Linked DNA regions of Anser cygnoides: region 2 is linked to region 1. The links are chromatin contacts, called in public Hi-C maps. All regions are on one chromosome and are shown on one strand. Each heading gives the region's core, a stretch centred on a gene start, on an enhancer-like site or on the middle of the called end of the contact. The rest is flanking DNA. Distances are from core to core; before and after follow the strand shown.

What was found. Hi-C and Micro-C count contacts between places; a contact is called where the count stands out from the background.
Region 2: a contact with region 1 is called in a Hi-C map of granulosa cells, with 2.5 times the contacts expected there. The contact joins the enhancer-like site here to the promoter of TANK in region 1. A contact is called at or near these places in 3 of 7 Hi-C or Micro-C datasets (granulosa cells and liver).

Annotation. Positions count from the first base shown.
Region 1 is chr6:24,656,452-24,661,950 of Taihu_goose_T2T_genome, reverse strand. It overlaps TANK (TRAF family member associated NFKB activator), which reads left to right and starts at 2,422. Exons shown (of 10, transcript XM_048072266.2): 1 at 2,422-2,564; 2 at 3,102-3,235. The region is part of intron 2 of LOC106029931 (a long non-coding RNA gene); the gene reads right to left.
Region 2 is chr6:24,706,875-24,712,373 of Taihu_goose_T2T_genome, reverse strand. The region is part of intron 2 of LOC106029931 (a long non-coding RNA gene); the gene reads right to left. Among named protein-coding and RNA genes, the nearest start is that of TANK, 50 kb to the right of the region's middle. Within about 2 kb of position 2,548, at least 2 of the 3 cell types and tissues checked have open chromatin away from gene starts, as enhancers often do.

The DNA.
Region 1 (5,499 bases), core at 1,173-3,672:
TAACACAGACGTGAACCTCTTTACTACCACTCCGAAACTCTAGATAAGTGGCTTGCAACAGTTTTTGTGATTAACAGATCATTAAAATCTTAAAACTGTTTTTAACTATACTGAAATATCCTTTGTTCTTCCCACTTCTGTATTAAAAACTACATATAGGAAAGCAATTTTGCCTTGATAATGACATAAAAATGTCAAATGTTGATGTGAGACTGAAATACAGAAAGTCACTATTGGAATGGCTGTAGGAAAGGAAATACAGAGAATAAAGAGGAAGCAGGAAAACAGAAAAAGAAAGCAAGATGAGGAAGAAAAAGAAAGCAAGATGAGGAAGAAAAGGACAAACAAATGGTCATAAAGCAAAAAAACACTCTTCCTTTAAAAGATCAAAGTTAGACATCAAGTTAGCTACAGAAAATAAATTTTATTTTATTTTAATAGGTATTCTTTCTATTCTTCTACTTAACGATTTATTAAAGGGGTTGGAAATAGCTAGGAATATTAGCATGGGCTACTGTAAAGCTTGTAACATTTTATTGCATTGGGGGAAATTTATTAAAGGGGGAAAAAAGCACTAAATAATGAAGATAGAGGAAAGACCTGCTTCTCTTGTGCTTTATTGTGAAAGGATATTATTGATAAAGTACCGAGAATAATGCATATGACTTCAAAAAGTGAAGCTATGTTTGTAGATGGCTGTCAGTTTTGCTGTCGGGTTTGAGACCTTTGCAGCAAATTTACATTAAGTGCATTTCTAGAATTTAATGAACAAACTTTTGCTTCGTACAAAACCACTAACATGTGCAATGACAGTGTTTCACAGATGGTATATATGTTAAGTCTCTATTCAAATTCATGTACCCATAATCTTAGTTAATACTTTCTTATCATCAGATAACCTACTTGTATTTTTCTACATATTATCCATTTTTAAATATAGCTACAGTTAAATTATATTTACATACATTGATCTGAATTCAAGAATTATTATTTTCAGTTATTCATTATCATTTTAAGTGCAGAACTACTTGGAAAGACTGAATAAAAAATAAAAATGTAGAAATTAAAAAGCAATAGATTTTCCTTTCCTTTCCTTTCCTTTCCTTTCCTTTCCTTTCCTTTCCTTTCCTTTCCTTTCCTTTCCTTTCCTTTCCTTTCCTTTCCTTTCCTTTCCTTTCCTTTCCTTTCCTTTCCTTTCCTTTCCTTTCCTTTCCTTTCCTTTCCTTTCCTTTCCTTTCCTTCCCTTTCCTTCCCTTCCCTTCCCTTCCCTTCCCTTCCCTTCCCTTCCCTTCCCTTCCCTTCCCTTCCCTTCCCTTCCCTTCCCTTCCCTTGCTTTAAAGAAACACCTGGTTAAATGAAACCTAAACTTGTGCATCTCAAACACTTTGTTAAGCTAAAGGCATCTGAAAGAGGAAATTGAATCCCCCTTTCTTGGAAACACGCTAACTGAGCAACCCTCGCTGAACCTCAGTAGTTCATCAGAACCTCACCCGAAGTTCTTAAAAGTGGCTAAGCAGGAAGTACGTTTATTGGCTCAATAAGCTATCTGTTTATAAGTCTCTTTAGTCTTAAAAAAAGGTCAAAACAGCCCAAACAAGTTGTTAAAGACTTAGCAGGAAAAGTAAACTATAATAGAAGTAATCTTAAAATTACAGAGAGCAATGCCTAGGACTGTGTCTGGGCTCAGGCCCCAGGCTTCCAAGGGCACACACCAAGCAAGGTGTGTGAGGCCCCCAGTGCTGAGATGCAGGAGGCACTAATGCAGGCAAATGGAGCAGTTCTGCCCCGGGAGAAGAAACAGCCCAGTCTGATGGGGTGGGTACACTTGCTGGGGCTCAGGGACAGTTGAGGCTGATTCACACAGTCTGTAAGGCTTCTCTGGTGCTGGCTTTGTGACTGTACCTTGTGCAAGTATGTAAGGTATCCTGCATTTTCTCCCCTCAACTCACTCTTTTACACACCTTCAAGAAAAATGTACTCCTACATGTGACCTAGAGAAATAAGGGCTTGTAGCAGCAGCAAAATTAAAATTGTTGAATGTATTTTCAATGTACTCTCATGTAAAACCCATTGCCTGCATGAATTAAATGCACGGAAAAAAATGCCACCTTAGTCACCTACAGAAGTAAAAGGACCTTTACACAGTGAACGTGAAAAAGTGCACTCATGCTACGAATGCAAGCATTGCGATTTACAAACATCGCATCCATTCATAGCAAGGGACTCCAGCAGCCCTGCACCGCAGCAGCACGGCCCCTGCTCGGGGCGGGAGGGCAGCAGCCAGGCCGAAGAGGCACCGCAAGCCCGGGGGGGAGCCGAAAGCTGCCGGTCGCTGCGCCCAGGCCCGGCGCTGCCCCCGCCTGGCCGCGACGCCGAGCGGCTGCGGCGGCCGCAGGCCCGGCCCGGCCCGAGCCGAGCGGGGAGCGCGGCGCCGGCGCCCGTCACATGGCGGGCGGGCGGGCGGGGAGAGGCCCGGCAGGAAGTGAGTTCTGGTTCCTGGGTTAAGGTGCTCGCAGGAGCGAACGCTCTGTGCCGGGAGCGGCCGCGGGCTCCGTGAGGCGCTCGTAAGTCTGAGGTGCTGCTAACGCCGCTCCGCTGCCTCCCGCGGGGAGCGCCGGGCGCTCGGCCTCGGGGCTGCCGGGCGGGCTGCGGTGCCGCCCTGCCCCGGCCGCCCTGCTCTCTGCCCTACCCTGCCCTGCCGTGCCTTCGCCCCTTCGCGCTTCCGCCGGCCGCTCCGGGGCAGCCGCTTCCCCCGCCGAAGGGAGCGGGGCTCCGGGCAGCGCCCCGGGGCTCTGGGTGCCGCGGAAGGGGCCGGGGCTGCGGGAGCGAGGGCAGCGGGGGGCGGCTCCGGCGAGCGGGGGAGCAACAAGCGGCGCGCTGGCGGCGCCGGCCGGGGGGGGTGTGCAGCCCCAGCTCCCGGTAAGCCGCAGCCCTTGCCCTGAGCTCGGAGGGCTGGGACGGTGCCGTGGCCACGGGGGCTCTTCCCGGGCTGCCGGCGCAGCGCACCCGTGCGAGGCAGGGCTTCCGTCCCTCAGAGCCAGCTCCCAAATGCAAGTGCAGGGAGCGCTCGGTCTCCCGCTCACAAGTGATTGCCTCAACAGGTTTCCAGTCCCCATGATGATGGCAGTGTAACTTACAAAATATTTCCATTGGAGAAACTGTTTTGAAAGCAGAAATATGTAGAGAAGTGCTTGCTGCTGGATGGCATCTATGTGCTCATATGAACCTATGAGAGGTAGGCACATGTATTGTGAACGGATGTTTGTATACCCATGATTAGTTGAAGCCTTATTTTTTTTTTGGTATTGAAGGCGTTTCTGAGGCACTATGAAAACTCAGACTGTGTCTCTGTAGTGATCCGTGGTGCTGGGATTTCAGGATGTGTGCAGCAGAAGGTTGTTGATTTTTCTGTCGGGGCTTTTTTGGCATTCGACTCGCAGAAAATTCATGTTACTGCTGCTGTTTTTTTCCCACCTGTGCCAGTGAAGTGTTTTCCACTTGAAGCAAGTATTTTAAGAGCATCTTCAGGTTTCCTTGAGTGAGTTTACTTTAAGGTTTGTCTTACAATATTTGCTGTATCCAGTTGTTTTCCAGTGTTCAAGTCTGTACTCAAAGATGAAATTCGAGGTCCCACTGCCTCTGGTCTGGCAGCACAACACTCAAAGCTACTCACATCTACAGGACTCCTTTATCAGGCAAACTCTGGAGTTAATCTCTGTCTAATTCTGTCCTTGTTAGATTGAATATAGCATTTTGTATCGCTGCATCTGTTCTGACTACATATTGCTGTTAATAGTTGTGAAAGAGTCTTTAGGATCTAATGAACATCTAGCATGTCAGTTGCTAAAGATCAGGGTTGTCAGCTTTGGGCTGAATACGTTCCAGTAGCTATATTGATGCAGCATAACTGAGCTTGGTTAAAATAGTGGGGGTATTTGCTTTTTTCCTCCTAACTGGATGAAGGGAGCAGAGAAAATGACAAGGAACAGTTGGCAATTTCCCTGATAAATATTGATGCCTATGGAGGAGAAGCAGGAAAAGGAGCCAGTTTTTTCTAATTGCAAGGAGTTCTGGATATGAGATAACTGCTTCTTATGTTATCTATTTATTCCAGCAGCAGGCAACTCAGGGTGTGACTACAGAGCAGTTTAATCCAATCTAAATCTAGACTGCTGCAGTCCTGCCCACGGCTAGTCTCATGTTCCCACTACCTCTCTGTGTTGGTAGTAGTGCTCCAGCAGCCTTGCACTGAACTAGCTCCTGTTGAATTTTTTTGAGGAAGTAGGCAGCTAGTTCTCTGGCACAACTCAACTGTGTAGCATAAAAACACTGACATTGGTACAAATAGGTGGCAAAAATACATGGCCTGAGATTGGGGAAGGCAGGAATATCTTTTCCTGTGGCAGTGTAGACTTCTATCACCATTACATAACCAAGACTTCACATTGCAATTTTGAAGTTCATGCTGCCATTGAAAACAGGAATTCTGTCTGCCTTTTGCTTATGTTTTCTGCTACGTTGGCTTTCTTCTACTGACACAGGAGGTTGTGCTATCATGCAATTTGAAGTGGTCCATGAAACTAAAAAAAAATAACACGGCAAAAACACCTTTAGCATCTAGTTTTAGGCTGGGTCAGTTCACTGATACAGCGTACAGCAAAGCTGCTTGTGCTTGCAGAAGTAAAAGGGTGGGGTGGAAGCAGAAATGAGTGTCAAGAGTATAGGGGAATACAGGACCAATTCCTCTGATGATTCCATCTCTAAGTGTCACCAGTAATTAATTTTACTGCTTTCTGCTTTCTTACACGGAGTGTGGGTTTTAGGGAGCTACCAGGAAATTAAGAATTGTGAACATTTTTTCCACAGAAATGGACCATAAGCAACCATTCTCCTTATTCTTACCTACTGCGTAGAAAATAAGGCACAGTGCTACAGTTTTGTCTGCTGGATCAATTGTTTCTGGCACCAGCAGTCCAGAGGAGAGTAGAACTTGTTGTTAATGCTCGCAGTCTGAATCAATCAGTCAGTAGAGGACTGGAAGTTAGGCATAAATTTAGAGTGCTGCTTTTTTCCAAATTGAGATTGAATTTGCACACCTTCATTTTCTGCAAATAGTGAGTTGTCCGGAGCTGAACCCCGTTCCCTCTATTGGAAGCTGAACTTAGTCTTTTAAATCTGCTGCAGCCAATTTTTGAAGTTACCTTTTATACGTACAGGACACTACAGTTGATTAAGTAAACTGTAACAATCTAAGTGTCTTCTGGAGAATTTCAGAGAAGTACAAAATCAACATCAATGCAAACTCTGCAAGTTTTTAAGGAATGTGAGAGCACGTTTTCGATCGCTTTCAGCTGTAACAATACCCTTCCTCAGTTTAGTACCTGCCCCTGCAGACAAATGTAGTATCTGATTTTTTGACCTACATAAAACAGTCCTTCATTTGAAATTGAAAGAAAGTCTATCCATCTGTTTAAAGATGTGTCCCAGGTATTAAAGGGA
Region 2 (5,499 bases), core at 1,299-3,798, 50 kb before region 1:
GTGAAGCCCCACACAATAGTTTACTGCTCAGCATTGCACATTCAGAGGGACAAAATTTATTATTTTTGACACTAAGAGTCTCCAAATCTCATTTATGTATCAGGACCTTGCCTTACAATGAACCATGCAAATTAACAGAAATCTATTCTTCTTAGAGTATCAGTTTAAAGGTGAAGATACCAGTACTATCATAAATTTCTGAGGTTTTAAAAAGTAGATGAAAAGATGAGATTCATGAACTTCCATGGGTTTACCTTCTAGGGAGACCCAGTAGGCAGTTCATAAGCTCTTTCATAAGATATGTGCCAGATATCGGAGGAAAAGAAAGGAGGGATGTTATGGAAATGGGAAAGTATAAAATCATTCACTTGAACTACAAAGAACCAAACTTCAGCATTGCTAGTCAGATCTCCCTGGACTTCTTTGTAATCACTGGAGAATGAAAAACCTCCCTTCGAGTTTAAGCTCTTTCTCCGATTCTTGAGGAGCTTGTCTCTTCTCACTGTCTATATTGGAAAGCCAGAGGATTAGCATAGCAAAGGCTCCACACTTTGGTGCACGTTTTGCCACAGGAATGTTTGCACCATCTAGCACTGTTCTGTCTTCCTTTCTCACTTCAACCTGGCAGATTCATGTATGGAGCTGGACTCCCATTTTGATCTTTTTCAGTAGGGTTAGTCTGAGGGAACAGAACAATTTTCTGATGGTGCAATTTTTATTACAGCTGGCAGCGAAGGAACTGTTCCAGTTTTCCCCATTGTGATATTTTGGAAACACAGCTTTGTCCCCCTGCCTTGCTTTCCTTTAATTAGCAAAACAGACGATAAAATCTTCATTTCTAAAAGCTGAAGATGTGTTCGGCAATGTAAATACAATACAGATTTCAAGCATGTTCATGCAGTGCTTCTCAACTTCTCCCTGACCAGGACTTCTTCTGGTTCTTTATTATGGTTCAAAACTACTAGCTTGTTTGCAACCTCCACAGCTTCTCTAAATAACACTCAGATTGGCAGTCATCGTGCAGGTAGGTCTGCCAAGTGGTTGTGGTGCTCAGCCCCCCTCCTCGAGATAAATGCTCTTGCCATGGGACCCGGCAGAACTCTGCACCTTTACCTAAATGCACTTACAGCATCCTAACCTACCTGCAGCACAGGTCTGCAGCCAAGTGTTCTGCTGAATTGTGTCAAGTCAAAACCTGAAGTGTCAGTTCATGAATATGTGCAGCTGATGTACAAAAATTGAGCAATAAGCAACAATCCTTAGTACAATTTCATATTAAAGTGACTTCAAAAATGAAAATATTTCAAAAATTATCATGTTTTCTTGACAACGTAGTTTTTCCGCTTATTTTGATAATGAGCTAAACTTCATTTTTCTTTCCTCTTCCCTAGAAAAATGCACTGTGTCCAAGCAAACCTAAATTACTTTGAGATGAGTGAAATACAATAAAATCAGTAACCTTGCTATAAAGCACAGCAAAAAAAAGTGTTCCACACAGAGTTTCTAACATTCTGGGAGACTTTCTCTGCAGATGCTTAGGCCAGGGGATGCTGACTGAAGGCCCTACAAGCACACACCTCCCTGGCAGCACCCCAGCCCCATAGGCAGTTCCAGGCTGACCCTGAAATAGGCTTTGTTGCTCTGCTCCTGACCCTCAAAGCCTGACCCACCTGTCACACTTGCCCTGTGTCCTCACTGTTATGCTGAGAATTAAACAATTTTACTTGCTGGAAGCAATTCACCCTGAATTCCTTTGTCTTGCTTCATTCCAGCAAAAAAAAATGCAATGGGTGTTTTATATATGAAATGGAAGAGCTGAGGTATCTCTCAGGAGTGCAAGTATTATTTCTCTCTCACTTTACTGCTTTTCTTATGCACTTCCAAAAGCCACTTAAAATTTAAAGACAGTTTGGTTTCCCCCCCAAACAAACAAGCAAACAACAACAACAACAAGAAAAAAAAACGACACTGCTTCATCATTTTAAAAATCAAACTGTTCAGTGTTATCCTTTGAAGCATGGTGTAACTGTATTAGTTCCTTAGTTCAGGCATCAGCTGCAATCTGCAGATGGGAGCCTGATGCCTGATCACGCTGTTACCCTTACGCTCTCTTCCAAAGAGCTGCTGTTGCAAATAGGTACCCACAGGCAGGTGGGTAAGCTTGAGGGCAAGTTAGATCCAGTTCTAACTTAGGGCATGAAGTTTGCCGTACAGTTGAATTATGCAAACTAGATCACTGATGGAGGTTTATCAGATTCCATGGGCCAACCATAACAGCAAGCTTTACCTCATGTTCTTTGTCTCCATCTTATGACTGAATCTGGATGAGTGCTACTGCTATAGCACATGTGCTTGGCCTTGAAATTAAGTTGATCTGCCATTCTTTCAAATTTCTCAGACAACAAAAAGCAGCAAAGCTGCAGGTATGGATTCAGTTGAAGTTAGAGTTGCAAAATCTGCTCACACAAAAACCTCGGGATCACAGATGACTTCCTGCCGGCTGGCAGCAGTACCAGAGTTCAGTGACTCCCACACAGCAGAGCACAGCAAATCCAGCTCCCACAGTACGACTGCATCACCACGGCACTCAGCTGGAGCCAGGACTTGCTACTGGGAGTCTGAGTGTTTCCTGAAGGGAAAAATCCTGCTAATGTGTCTTGGGCAGTTTGTAAATGGGTCAGCACCAGTCCAGGGCTATGTGTACTGCACTTAATTACACAGCATAGACATTCCCTGATGAACATTCCTCCTCTTTATATCAGGTCCTTTAAATTTAAATGGACATAGCAGGATCATGCGAATATTTCCCGTCCTCTCTTTAATCATCCAGTGTGAAGTACCGCCCTGGCTGACAATGCACAGACCAGATTCAAAAATCACATAATAACACTAAACAGAGTTTCTCTTTAGAGGAAAACAAATTTAAGAAATCTTGGGTAGCTATCTCTGCTGGAGGCCTGTGATTACTAAGAAAATAATGGAGAAACTGACAGTGGTTTGTTAGATCTCCAATGATTGAAAAACTAGATTGCACAATGGCAAAAATGACTAAACGGTAAGATCGCTACTTTACAAGAAATGCTATGCTGCCTTCATTACTGACTAAATACTGTCTAAACACAGATAAAATAAGAGAGGATTTTTGTGAAGACCTGCAACATATCAGTTCTCAAACACCAAAGAACATAATTATTTTCCTGGTGGCTTCAAAGACTATTTTGAGTTAAATTGTGAAGGCTGCTGGTATTATTGAAAATATGGTATGAAAAGTGCAAAACCCATTCTTCTTAAATAAATATACCTAATAAGATCACAGGCCTTCAGGTTCCAAGTAAAACCAAAATTCCCTAGACATATTGCCATTCTAAATATTGGCAGTGATTGATTACACCACTTCCTAGCCAACATCGGAATCAGTCTATGGGAGGAGGATTCAGATGTCAAATTAACTGATCTGTGCAAAGTCTGACATCCACATCAAACTAAGCAGAAGCTTTTGAATAAGCTAAATTTCAGCAGTCTTAAAGTTAATGCTATAAAATTGTTACTGTAAAACAAGCACTTTGAAAATCAATGGAAAGCCAGCTGTGGATCCCTAATGCAGCTTCCTGTGACAAAAAAAGGCTGACTGGACTTTATTAAGGATGCTGTCTGCATGGCTTTGTGCAGCCTGGGCAATCAAGCTAAATAGAAATGCTGCAAGAACCCTGCCTACAGTTTTGAATGCCCTGGACACTTCTGAACACATTGGGCTTAACTCTCTGGAAATATCAAGACTAAATGAAAGAAAACTTTGGGGGAAACAAAACAAAACCAAACAAAAACAACAACCAAAAAAAAAAAAAAAGAGAGAGAGAAGCCCTTCCTAGGCATTTAACTTGGATGATGCAAAGTACTTTAGGAGAATCTGGCAGAGCAGGACCTGGTGTAAGTAAAGTCTGTGCCTCCCCATCAAAGGGCAGCAGAAATTTTGCAGCATGGTGCTGCAGCTGCTGCAGGGAATGTCAGAGCTCCTCTGAGAGCAGGATCCTCCCCTGTATGTTCTCTACCACTGTATGACGGGGATCTTCAAAAAGATTTTGTTTTCTCATCCTACTTTCCAGATACCACATAACTGATTTCAAAAAAGCATTTCAGTTCTCCTGTCTTATCAACTGGAAGAGAAGGAAGAAGACATTCAGTTTTGGCAGTTTTCCATTCTTGCCATTCCCTCACACAGTAGCAGCCAAAAGCATTGCAATGGAAGAATCTGCATCTATGTATTACCCAGTGGTGGAATTCTTTCCTTTTAAGAGGCTCACAGAGGTTGCTTCCGAGCCATGAATGCTGTTTTTAAGTACCTTAATCTAGGTAGAATTACAGTTTAAATATCTTCTACCAACATTGATAGCATTTACTGTAACTGACAATCCTTCTTATCTCTGAATCTCTGTAGACAGCACATTATAATGCTTCACTCTTGCCAACGTTTGCTCTTGCTACATTTTTTCAAGCTAGCAATCATCACACTCTGTTGGGATGAGAACCAAGGATATTTGATTTATTCAATAATTCATAAAGAAAAAACTTCTCATCCAAAGCAAACTTTAGGTTTTCTATATTTACCCCTTAATCTCTCACTTATACTGGCAGGAAATAGGTATATTTTTGCCATCAGAAAACAGCAATGTCAAAGCAGACCTCAGATGATACAGTTGGTGCCTTTACAATTGCTTTTATACTGCTGTTTTAAAAGTTGGCTGATCCATTGTTTGTATCATTTCTTTGATGCAGTGAATGATCAAGACCTTGCTGTTACAGCTAGGAAATAAACTCCCCAGAAGCACTTTGTCCTGTCATAACTGTGTCAGTTCACTCCCTTCCAGGGAGATGACCAAGGGGGTTAAACGGTTCCACGATATTTTACTATGGGCATGTTACAAAGACAGAACCATTTTTGTTGTGCACTGCAGCTCGTTAGGCTCTTCAGAGATCTAAAAATATTTTTTTTACAGCAGCTGTTATATTTTACATATTTTTTAAAAGAATTGTGTGTGTAAGTAACATAGTCAAATGAAAAACATATGTCCACAGTTAATAGTATACAAAAAGAGCACTATGTATATCGCCGAGAAATGAATAACATAAGCTTTGGTTATTGGCTTAAATGAATACTTTACAATCATTTTCCCCCATAAAAGGTGTGAACTCTGAGGGAGGGGGGGGAGTACTGCTGGGAATGGTGCCCTCTCTCATCTTAAAATGTGTGAGAATCCAAACAGATTATTTATATGCAGCTTCTTGTATTGATTACATTATGCTACATACTGTGCGATTCAATAGGACTCCTAAAAATATATTTTATAAGAGCTTACGGCTTGCAGTGGTAGAACAGCAAAAGGTTCAGCTCTCACCATAATCTAAAGGCTCAGGATTTATGCTCTAATTCTTGAGAAGTGGGAAGGAAGGGTTTGTGGCACACGCAATCACACACGTACTTGGGGTTCTGCCCTGAACGTT